Linked DNA regions of Callithrix jacchus: region 1 is linked to region 2. The links are chromatin contacts, called in public Hi-C maps. All regions are on one chromosome and are shown on one strand. The core of a region is the stretch at or near the end of the contact, and the rest is flanking DNA. Distances in the headings are between cores, read along the strand shown. Region 1 overlaps TMEM243 (transmembrane protein 243). Region 2 overlaps ABCB4 (ATP binding cassette subfamily B member 4).

The links. Hi-C and Micro-C count contacts between places; a contact is called where the count stands out from the background.
Region 1: a contact with region 2 is called in a Hi-C map of induced pluripotent stem cells, with 4 times the contacts expected there. The contact joins two enhancer-like sites. A contact is called at or near these places in 2 of 3 Hi-C or Micro-C datasets (induced pluripotent stem cells and skeletal muscle).

What each region holds. Positions count from the first base shown.
Region 1 is chr11:62,501,664-62,506,901 of calJac240_pri, forward strand. All of the region lies in intron 1 of TMEM243 (transmembrane protein 243), which reads left to right. Among named protein-coding and RNA genes, the nearest start is that of TMEM243, 53 kb to the left of the region's middle. Within about 2 kb of position 1,633, at least 2 of the 16 cell types and tissues checked have an H3K27ac peak or open chromatin away from gene starts, as enhancers often do.
Region 2 is chr11:62,357,254-62,362,143 of calJac240_pri, forward strand. It overlaps ABCB4 (ATP binding cassette subfamily B member 4), which reads left to right. Exons shown (of 28, transcript XM_078342960.1): 21 at 327-530; 22 at 4,105-4,205. Among named protein-coding and RNA genes, the nearest start is that of ABCB4, 53 kb to the left of the region's middle. Within about 2 kb of position 2,643, at least 4 of the 16 cell types and tissues checked have an H3K27ac peak or open chromatin away from gene starts, as enhancers often do.

The sequences.
Region 1 (5,238 bases), core at 383-2,882, 140 kb after region 2:
TCCCTTTGTAGGTAACCTAACCTTTCTCTCTGGCTGCCCTTAGCATTTTTTTTCTTCATTTTAACCATTGTGAATCCGATAATTATGTGTCTTGGGGTTGCTCTTCTTAAGGAGTATCTTTGTGGTTTTCTCTATATTTCCTGAATTTGAATGTTGGCCTGACTTGCTAGGTTAGAGAATTTCTTTTGGATAATATCATGAAGAGTATTTTCCAACTTGGTTTCATTCTCCTTGTCACTTTCAGGTAAACCAGTCAAATGTAGGTTTGGTCTTTTCATATAGTCCTATATATTGTTCATTCCTTTCATTCTTTTTTCTCTAATCTTGTATTCTCACTTTATTTCATTGTGTTGAGCTTTAATCTCTGATATTCTTTTTCTGCTTCATTGATTTGGCTATTGAAACTTGTATATGCTTCATGAAGTTCTTGCGCTGTGTTTTTCGGCTCCATCAGGTTGTTTATGTTCTTCTCTAAACTGGTTATTCTAGTTTGCATTTTTTTTAACCTTTTTTCAAGTTTCTTAGTTTCCTTGCATTGGGGTAGAACATCCTGCTTTAGCTCAGAGAAGTTTGTGATTACTCACCTTCTGAATCCTGTTTCTGTCAGTTTATCCAACTTTCTCCATCCAGTTTTGTCCTCTTTCTGGGCAGGAGTTGTGATCCCTTGGAGGAGAATAGGCATTTTGGTTTTTGGAATTTTAGGCTTTTTGCACGGTTTCTTCTCATCTTCATGAATTTATTTACCTTTGGTCTTTGAAGTCGGTGACCTTCAGAGGGGGTCTCTCAGTGGATGTCCTTTCTGTTGATGTTGAAACTATTTCTTTCTGTTTGTTACTTTTCCTTCTAACAGTCAGGCCTCTCTGCTGCAGGTCTGCTAGAATTTGCTGGAGGTCCACACCAGACCCTTCTTGCCTGGGAATCACCAGCAGGGGCTGCAGAACAGCAAAGATTGGTGCCTATATCTTCCTCTGGTAGCTTCATCCCAGAAGGGTACCTACCAGATGCCAGTCAGAGCTCTCCTTTATGACATGTCTGCCAGCCCCTACTGGGAGTTGTCTCCCAGTCAGGATACACGGGGGTCATGGAGTCACTTGAGGAGACAGTCTGTCACTTATCAGAGCTGGAACACTGTGCTGGGAAATCCACTGCTCTTTTCAGAGCTGCCAGGTTTAAATCTGAAGTTTAAGTCTGCTGAAGCTGTACTCACAACAGCCTTTTTTCTAAAGTGCTCTGTACCAGGAAGTGGGGCTTTATAAGTCCCTGAGGGGCTGCTACCTTTTTTCAGAGATGCCCTACCTAGCAGGGAGGGAGTCTGGTGACACAGTCTGCCTGCAGAGGCCTTGCTGAGCTACTGTGGGCTCTGCCCAGTCACTGTGTAAACTTCCTGGAGACTTTGTTTACACAGGTGAGGTTGAAATCGCCTACTCAAGCCTCAGCAATGGCAGATGCCTCTCCCACAACTGAACTTGAATATCCCAGGTTGAGCTCAGACTTCTCTGCTGGCTATGAGAATTTCAAGCCAGTGGATCTTAGCTTGCTGGTCTTCATGGGTGTGGGACCCACCAAGCTAGATGATCACTTGGCTCCCTAGTTTCCAGGATAGTAAATGGTTCTTCTGGCTGGCTTTTTAGGCACCACTGGGGTATGAAAATAAAACTGCTGCAGCTAGCTTGGTGACCTCCCAAATGACCTCCCAGTTTTGTGCTGTAAACCCAGGGCCCTGGTGTTATAGGCACCAGAGGAAATCTCCTGGTCTGTGGGTTGTGAATACTGTGGGAAAAAAGCACAGTGTCTTGGTCAGAGTGCTGGGGACAGTTCCTAGTGGCTTCACCTGGCTGGGAGAGGGAGTTCCCCATCCCCTTGGGCTTCCCAGGTGAGGTGACATCCCAACCTGCTTCAGCTCACCCTCCTTGGGCTGTACCCACTGTCCAACCAGTACCAATGATATGAACCAGGTGCTTCCATTGGAAATGAGGAGATCACCCCCCTTCTGAGTTGATGTCACTGGGAGCTGCACACTGGAGCTGTTCCTATTCGGCCATCTTGCCAGCAACTCATAATGTTTAAATATATGTATACTTAAAATCAGACTCATTAAAGTGTCTTTTCTACAATATGTAGTCTATCTCTGATGGCTCCTTTTTAGAAACATAAACTCCAAGCAGAAGCACTGATTGTCAGTTTGCCTTTATTTTGAACAAAATCAAATTCTTAGAGATTAGTTTTTATAAGCAGTAGATGAGCAGTTTAAAAATTTAACTTCTCTCTGTGCAGAACACACTCCCATAACTGGGTTGAGGAGGTGTTTTTTTTTTTCTTTCTGCGTATATAACCTCCATATTTATTTATTTATTTGTTTGTTTTGAGATGCAGTTTCACTCTTGTTGCCCAGGTTGGAGAGTGCAATGGCATGATCTTGGCTTACTGCAACCTCTGCCTCCCAGGTTCAAGCAATTCTGCCTCAGCCCCCCAAGTCGCTGAGATTACAGGCACATGCCACCTTGCCTGGCTAATTTTGTCTTTTTAGTAGAGAAGGGGTTTCTCCATGTTGGCCAGGCTGGTCTTGAACTCACGATCTCAGGTGATCTGTCTGCCTCGGCCTCTCAAAGTGCTGGGATTACAGGCGTGAGCCAGCGCGCCCAGCCTAACCTCTACATTTATAAAGGCCATTCATTGTGATCATTTTTCCCCCAGTGGAAGAAAATAATCTGAGGAGAAATATGTCATATACCTAAAGAGCAGTTAAATATGCCTTTAGAGCCTGTTTCCTGCCTGCCTCTGTGCTCTATTGCTTTCCCTCATCAGATCACCTGGTGAAGGCAGTCAGTCCCCATGGCTCCAGTCTCTGAAGCAGTCCCTTAAATGCCAAGTGTTGACTTTACTTTTTCAAAACATTTTGACAGATTTCTTCTTGGAGATGAGATGTCTAGAACAATTTTATCCTGAAAGAAAGCAAGACATATATTGCCCTCCACTCCCACTTTGAAAAGTTCTTAGCATATACATATATTTTACTAAGAATCTTAAAATACCTGACTGTAAGAGGAATTAATTTTAAAACAATGTCAATAGTGTAAACATAATTTGAATAGCTGATCAAATCTCCTCTGGGTAATGATATGAGGAAAATACACACTTGGCCACAGCCAGCTAACTTCTTGGTTTTAGATTTAAAGGAAATAGATTTAGTGAGGAGCAGGGTTCTCCTTCCAGTACCAGTTGTGATGGAGTGACACCTTCTGGCACACATGCAGTCCTGCATGCTAACGGGCTCCCCTTCTAGGAGGCCCTCTTCAAAACACCTCTGTCAACTCCACTGACCCAAGTTTGGTCCCATCAAAAGGGTCAAAGGTAGGGGAGAGTGTTGGCTACAGAGTTAATAATTTCCATTGCTCTCTTTACATATCATTCCTGGCTGGCCATTGGCCTTTTAGAAAAAAATCAGCCTCAAGTATCCAGATCATCTAACATTATTGGAAGTATTAGCCACATCCTCTCCACTCTTCACTCCTTGTCTCACCTGAAAGGAAACTTTATAGGACCAAAAAGTCAATAGAGTCTTTGTAACAATGATCAGTCCAGAGCTCATTTTGGGTGACACAGGTAACATACCAGCTGTTAAAGGCATTTCATCTCATATTATTCTGGTGGGCCCCAAGGCGATGGTGGCTGGGGTAGAATGGAGGGGCGTGGAGAACACAAACACAATAGTGGAATTCCTAACTTCAGATGAGAAAAACAGTGTATGGATACTTTAGTGTGTTAGTTTGCTAGGGCTGCCACTACAAAGTACCACAAACTAGGTGGCTTAAACAGTAGAAATGTCTTGTTTGACAGTCCTGGAGGCTAGAAGTCCCAGATCAAGGTGTCAGTAGGATTTTTCCCTCAGAGGGCTGTGCAGAAGAATCTGTTTATGCCTCTCTGCCAATTACTAGGGGTTTTTTGAAAATCTTTGGTGTTTCTTGAGTTGTACAGATTTCTGCCTTCATGTTCACATGGCATCCTCCCTGTGTGTGGATGTCTCAGTCGTGACATTCTTTTATAAAGACATGAGTCATAATGGATTAGGAGCCCACCCTACCGTAGTATGACCTCATCTGATGTAAGTACATCCACAATTACAGATATATTCCAAATAAAGTAACATTTGAAGGTACTGGAGGTTAAGGCTTTGATATATGAATTTTGGTAAAGACACAATTCAAGTCATAACATTAAGAAAATATTTTCTTATTTAATCTGTTCTCCAAAAAGTTCAATAACTCTATGAGAAACATGCATGTGCTTATTCTAATAGGTCTCATGACTAAAGAACATGATGGTATGCCAACAGGTTATACTGGAGAGAGTATTGAGAAACAAATCAGGACACAAGCCCACAGTAGTCCTCAGTACTTAGAGCAGCAGTGATTCTTGCCTGCCCCCTGCTATACAAGCTGAGCATATCATTACTAAAAGCCTTGCCTCATCTCTGGGACCCCTCTAGACTGAATGACACAAACTTGTTGAAGTACAGGGTTGGAATGAAAATGGATTCAGGATTTATAACTGCTCCCTGTGGGTAGGGGCTGTGTGCCTGAGAGGGATTGTTGGAATTGATCTGGAAACACCATGGACCAAGCTCTTTGGGATGGGGGACACGTAAGAGAAGACCCCTCTCTGTGAAGGGCCCTCTAGGCTCTGATGCTGTGTCTGTAGGATGCTGGCAAAGTCCAAATTAGAAAGGACTTTGTTCTTGTTTCCATGGTATTAATCCCTTTGAAAATTTCCCTAACCTTTCAAAGAAAACATATATACACCATTACAGGAGTGCCTCAATGAGATGGAAGGAATCAGAAGGTCAGGGAAGGAGAGGCCAGAATTACTTATTTTATCCCCAGCTCCAACAGAGAAGGGATATTAGCTGGTTATGAGGACTACTTAATGAATGGTGAGAATTGCAGTCAGCAATGATCCAGTAGGAGCAGTGGGGAAAACCATCTGATCTCAGTGTGCTCAAGCCAAGAGGGACTGTGATAATATAATGTATATCTGCTTGTGTATATGCATTAGAGAAAGCTGGCAAAAAGGGTAGACATCTGAGTTATCATTACAAGGGGAGTCTAGCTTGCAATAAATTACTGCCTTTTCCTGGAACCCTTATTTTGTAAAAGGTAGAGGATGGCTATAAATAGGAGATTATTTGCTTTTCTGTTTATAAAAGGAAATAAGACTTCTTCTGAATATTTTGTAGATGCC
Region 2 (4,890 bases), core at 1,393-3,892:
TACCCAGGTACATTGGAATTAGTTTTCTCTTTGAACATTGCATCTGTGAAAACATACCTGCATCCCCAGTGCCCATCCACAAAGCAGATAAGTTGATTACTTGTTTCTGGAATGTTGGTTCAGGTGAGCAGCAGAAGCATGAGAGTCTAAAGGCACAATGAAGAAAAGTCTGCAGAGCCTCATGAGTGAAGCTCAGGTGTCATGGGTTTACCGTAATGAAAGTGAGCCAGTGCCAGCTCAGGCACAGAACCCACTCATCATTCTGACCAAGAGCTCATGGATTTGGAGCTGAAAACTACAGTTGCCCTGTTCTTTTTCTTTCCCAGGCCACAGGAACCAGGTTGGCTTTAATTGCACAGAATGTAGCTAACCTTGGAACTGGTATTATCATATCATTTATCTACGGTTGGCAGTTAACCCTACTGCTATTATCAGTTGTTCCAATTATTGCTGTATCAGGAATTGTTGAAATGAAATTGTTGGCTGGAAATGCCAAAAGAGATAAAAAAGAACTGGAAGCTGCTGGAAAGGTAGGTCAAATAAGGTTTCGGTTTTTGTAAGTGTTGTTTTTAGATATGAGTTTTATTTGATTTATTTTTGATATGCAGGCTTTAATAATTAAATGTTTGTGCTTACTACAACTAATAATTATAAATGGTGTATGAAATATTTTGCTGTATTATGTCTAGAACTTAAATAGGAGGTGATTAACATAAAGCTTTTAGCCTATAGAAAGCATTTAACATAATTATGATAAAGAACTTCCGAATATTCAAAGTGAATCTCATTTTACTTCATATCCCAATGCTACTGTTTGAACAAATGTCATCCATGTTTCACAAACCTTCATGCCAAAGACTGTAAGTGAATTGTTCAAGGTCAGACATTTGCTGGTATTTTTAAGAGACCCTTTTCTTCTTGGCTGTGATTTCTATAATTAAGGTGGGTGGCCACCAGATGGCAGTAGTGCCTCGATTTTTGCGGTTCTCACTATAATGCAATTGGGCTTAACATTTACTTGAGCCTTACAAATGTGCCAGTTGTTGTGCTGCATATTTACATGCACCAATTTATTACATCTTCACAATAATCCTATAAGAAGGGAAGGAATGTTACCCCCATTTCAGAAATGCTGAACCTGAGGTCGAATCAGAAATTAGAGATTTGGCTGGGATTCAAGTTCAGGTCTAGTTTCAAAGCTCTTATCTCTACTATATGGTTTCTTTATATGTGTTTAAGTATGTCTAAATCTACACATAAACACATTATTCAAACATACTTGTACTTAAATGCTTAAATGTAGATTAAGCCCATGAACATTTTGAGTCTTATTTATGTAATTATTATCCTTTATTGAAACATGAGGAAGTGAAGCAGATAATACATATGAATTGTGATATAGTTTCTATAGCATTGCACTTTACAAAGCCCTGTTACACACATTACTGCAACTGACTTTCCCTAGTTATGAGAAGCGGAACAGACAGTATCTCTTTAGGGAAGAAGGCATCAGAGACTGGGTGAGTGACTTGCTCCAGAGGTGCGTTATTAAAGAGGAAGATGAACATTTGGACCAACGGTGTTTCCACTAAACCAATTATGTCCAGTGAAATCCTTTTCTGTTTTCTTGTAACTGGCATCAGCTTCCGCTGTGTGCAACATTAGGTCTAACGGTATCATCTCCAGGTTTCCATCAGAATGCACTCTACTCATTTTCACCCTGCATTGTCTCCAGGATTTGGAGCTCACTAGGACAATATATGGTTCCCAGGACTTGGGAACCTCTGGGTGTCCAGAGTTCTTGAAGATCCTCTTGGCTGCTGGCTGTGGGTACTTTAGGACATCATTTCCTTGACTTCTGAGCGACTCAACTAACTGCCTAACTAACCCTGACCCTCAATCCCGCTTCTTTCCACATTTCAGATAAGAGAATGGTCAGTTAGATGGAATGAAAATAAACTTTTCTTAGACAAGTTACCTGATAGAAAACATCTTGAATCTAGTTAAGATAATAGTCTTAACCCCATTAAAAATGACTAACAACATTGAAATTTGTCAGAATTTTGTCAGAGTAAAGCAGTTAGAATTGAGCAGTATTGAAACAAAACAAAATCTTGGGTTATTAGTCTTGGCCTTGCTACTCACAATGTGTGAGGATGGAGAAGATCCCAACTTATGTGGTCCTCACATTCCACCTTAGTAAAATGAGAAATTATACCAGATACTGTCCCGAGTTCCTTCCAGCTAAAGCCCTGTTATTCTTAGGATCAGAGATTAAATAACTCAGACTGGCCAGTTTAATTTTTTTAGTAGCCACTTTAACCTAATAGGGCTTTTAAAAACATGAAAGATTAAACAGTTTTTTAAATGTTAATATCAGCAGTTCAGTTTTAGTTCGGTGTTGTTTACTCAGTCAGCACTTGATTAACTGAGAATGAGGGTTGGAAAGAAGGTCCTGAGAAAATCCCAAATCACTGTTTATGTAAAAAGAAATGCTCTCATTTACCTGGGTACAGTTTCATCATCGTTAAAGTACATCAGGGTTTGAGGTATTCCCATCCCAATTTTCCAAAAAGGGCTTGGAAATGAGGGTGTTGGTTGCTGGACAGGGAGTGGGGAGGGAAGGCTGCCTCATAACCATCTTGACCCAGGCCCTATCTGGTCACTGAGATTAGAGGCCCTCTGTGCCAGAGCTAACCCACAAAGCAATTGACCAATGACCAGAACGGCAAGAGGAGTGCCAAGTCATTAAAAACTAGTTTCTCCTTGTGTAAATTACACAGAAGGGGTAGCAAAATAGCATAATGGCTTAGGAACATGGACTTGGCATCAGATAGCCTGGCTTGGAATTCCATCTCTGCCATTTATTAACTTTAGAACTTAAGGCAATTCAGTTAACTTCTATGTGCCTCTGTTTTCTCATCTGTGTGAATAGAAATAATATTTACTTTTCAGGGTTGTGAGGCTAAATGATATCATATCGGTGAATGAGGTAACACTTGGACATAGTAAAAGCTCAGTAATTTTTCTCTATTCCTGTAATTATTGCTGTCTGTTTTATCTTTATTACAAATGAAACATCTATGGTTATTCAGTCTCAAGCATCAAATATCTTCCTTTTACCTCATTACAGAAGCTGAGAACTGAGGTAAAAAAAGTTTTAAAGCTGTTAAAGCCTAAAATTCAGATTTTATTCTCCCTTGCTGATGGTTTAGATGACTCAGCTACAGAACTATGATTTAGACTAAATAGCCAAGTCACAATGAACAGTTTTCAAGGATGATTTAGCTGTAAGAATGAGAAAACTGCTCTGGCTGGTTTGGGTAAAAGCAATTTGATATAAGAACACTCCTCCGAAGTGCAAGAAGTGCAGGCTGTTTGTGTTTAACCAGCCCTTTCAGCCACAGGCTCTAATATCTGAGTCTATATGTGCCTATTCAGTTTTTCAACTGCTGTATATTCAGGCCAGCTTCTTACACATATGCAATGTGACATTAGCCTCTGGAGCCACAGAGCCTCACAGTTCAAACTTGTGTCCAGGGCCAGGAAACCAAATCTGATTGACCCAGATTAGTCAAGTGTCTGCCTCTGATTTAATCATGGATTTAAAGTAGGCACATGTTGTTTACAATTGGGATCTCCTTCCCATTGTGGCTGGACAGCTTTTCTAAGAAGTTATACCCAGGGAGGAAATAATTGGCAGCTCCAACAGGCCCTTACAAATCACAGCCTAATCCTTTCTTCTAGGACTCTGCCTTGTGAAGAAAGCCAGGCCACAAAGGGGTTGTGACTAAGGCCAGTCATCTAACTGCCTGGTGGCAGGCTGGGAATAGAACCAGGCCCTTGGTTCCCAGGCCATGTTCTTGCCCTAAGCTGATCGGCCTTCCTGGGCATACAAAGACTTGCCTACCATACTTAGCACAGCCAGAAGTACCAATTTTGTCATTAAGCTAGTCTTGAACATATTATGCCTTTTGTAAAGGAAATTAAAGCCTATCGATCGACATAACCTTCAGGATACTTTTGACAGAGCCCTAGGGCTTATTTTTCATTATTTTGGAAGTAAAAGCACCACTTCTAATGGAGGTCTATTCTGTGTTACAGATTGCAACAGAGGCAATAGAAAATATTAGGACAGTTGTGTCTTTGACCCAGGAGAGAAAATTTGAATCAATGTATGTTGAAAAACTGTATGGACCTTACAGGTAATGAACCATATAATTCCTGCTAAGAACATACTGCTTTCCTAAGTTTGAGTAATTGTCCCCAAAAGATAATAAAAGTTCTGCTGCTCCAAACAATGATATGACTATAAGGCTGACCTTTTTCAGTAATTCTGCCACTGAAAATAAGTAGCTTTTTGATGTGACTACAACACAGGATTATATTTTTTACATCTTATGAAAACAGTAATAACAGGTCTCCAAGAGGTAAGAGATACAGAGAATTGCACAGTCTTTGGTCATCAGAGCAGGCAACATGAAGACCCATCTGGGTGACTTAGGACAAACAGTTCTTTAAGGAATTGCTCAAGCCCTTATTTTCTTTGCATTGTGTAGACTGAACCAAAAGTGAGACTTGCTATTGGGTATGTTCCAGAGGAAAATGTTTCATTTGTTCTCTGAATGAGGACCAGGTCCAACCTACTCTGAAGATAAAGAACAGCCTATTTCAGTGGTTCATAGTTGAGCAATTCAAGAATCTCCTAATGGTACCGTTTGCCAGTCATTTTCACAGCAGCCCAATTTTATAAATGATTATGTTTTAACACAAACAAAATTGAGCACAACTTAGATTACAGCATTGCAGACTGGAACGGTAGTTTTGAACACTTGCAAATTTGAAAAGATAACTTCGGAAGTCTCAATTTATGCCATGTCCTCAGTTATG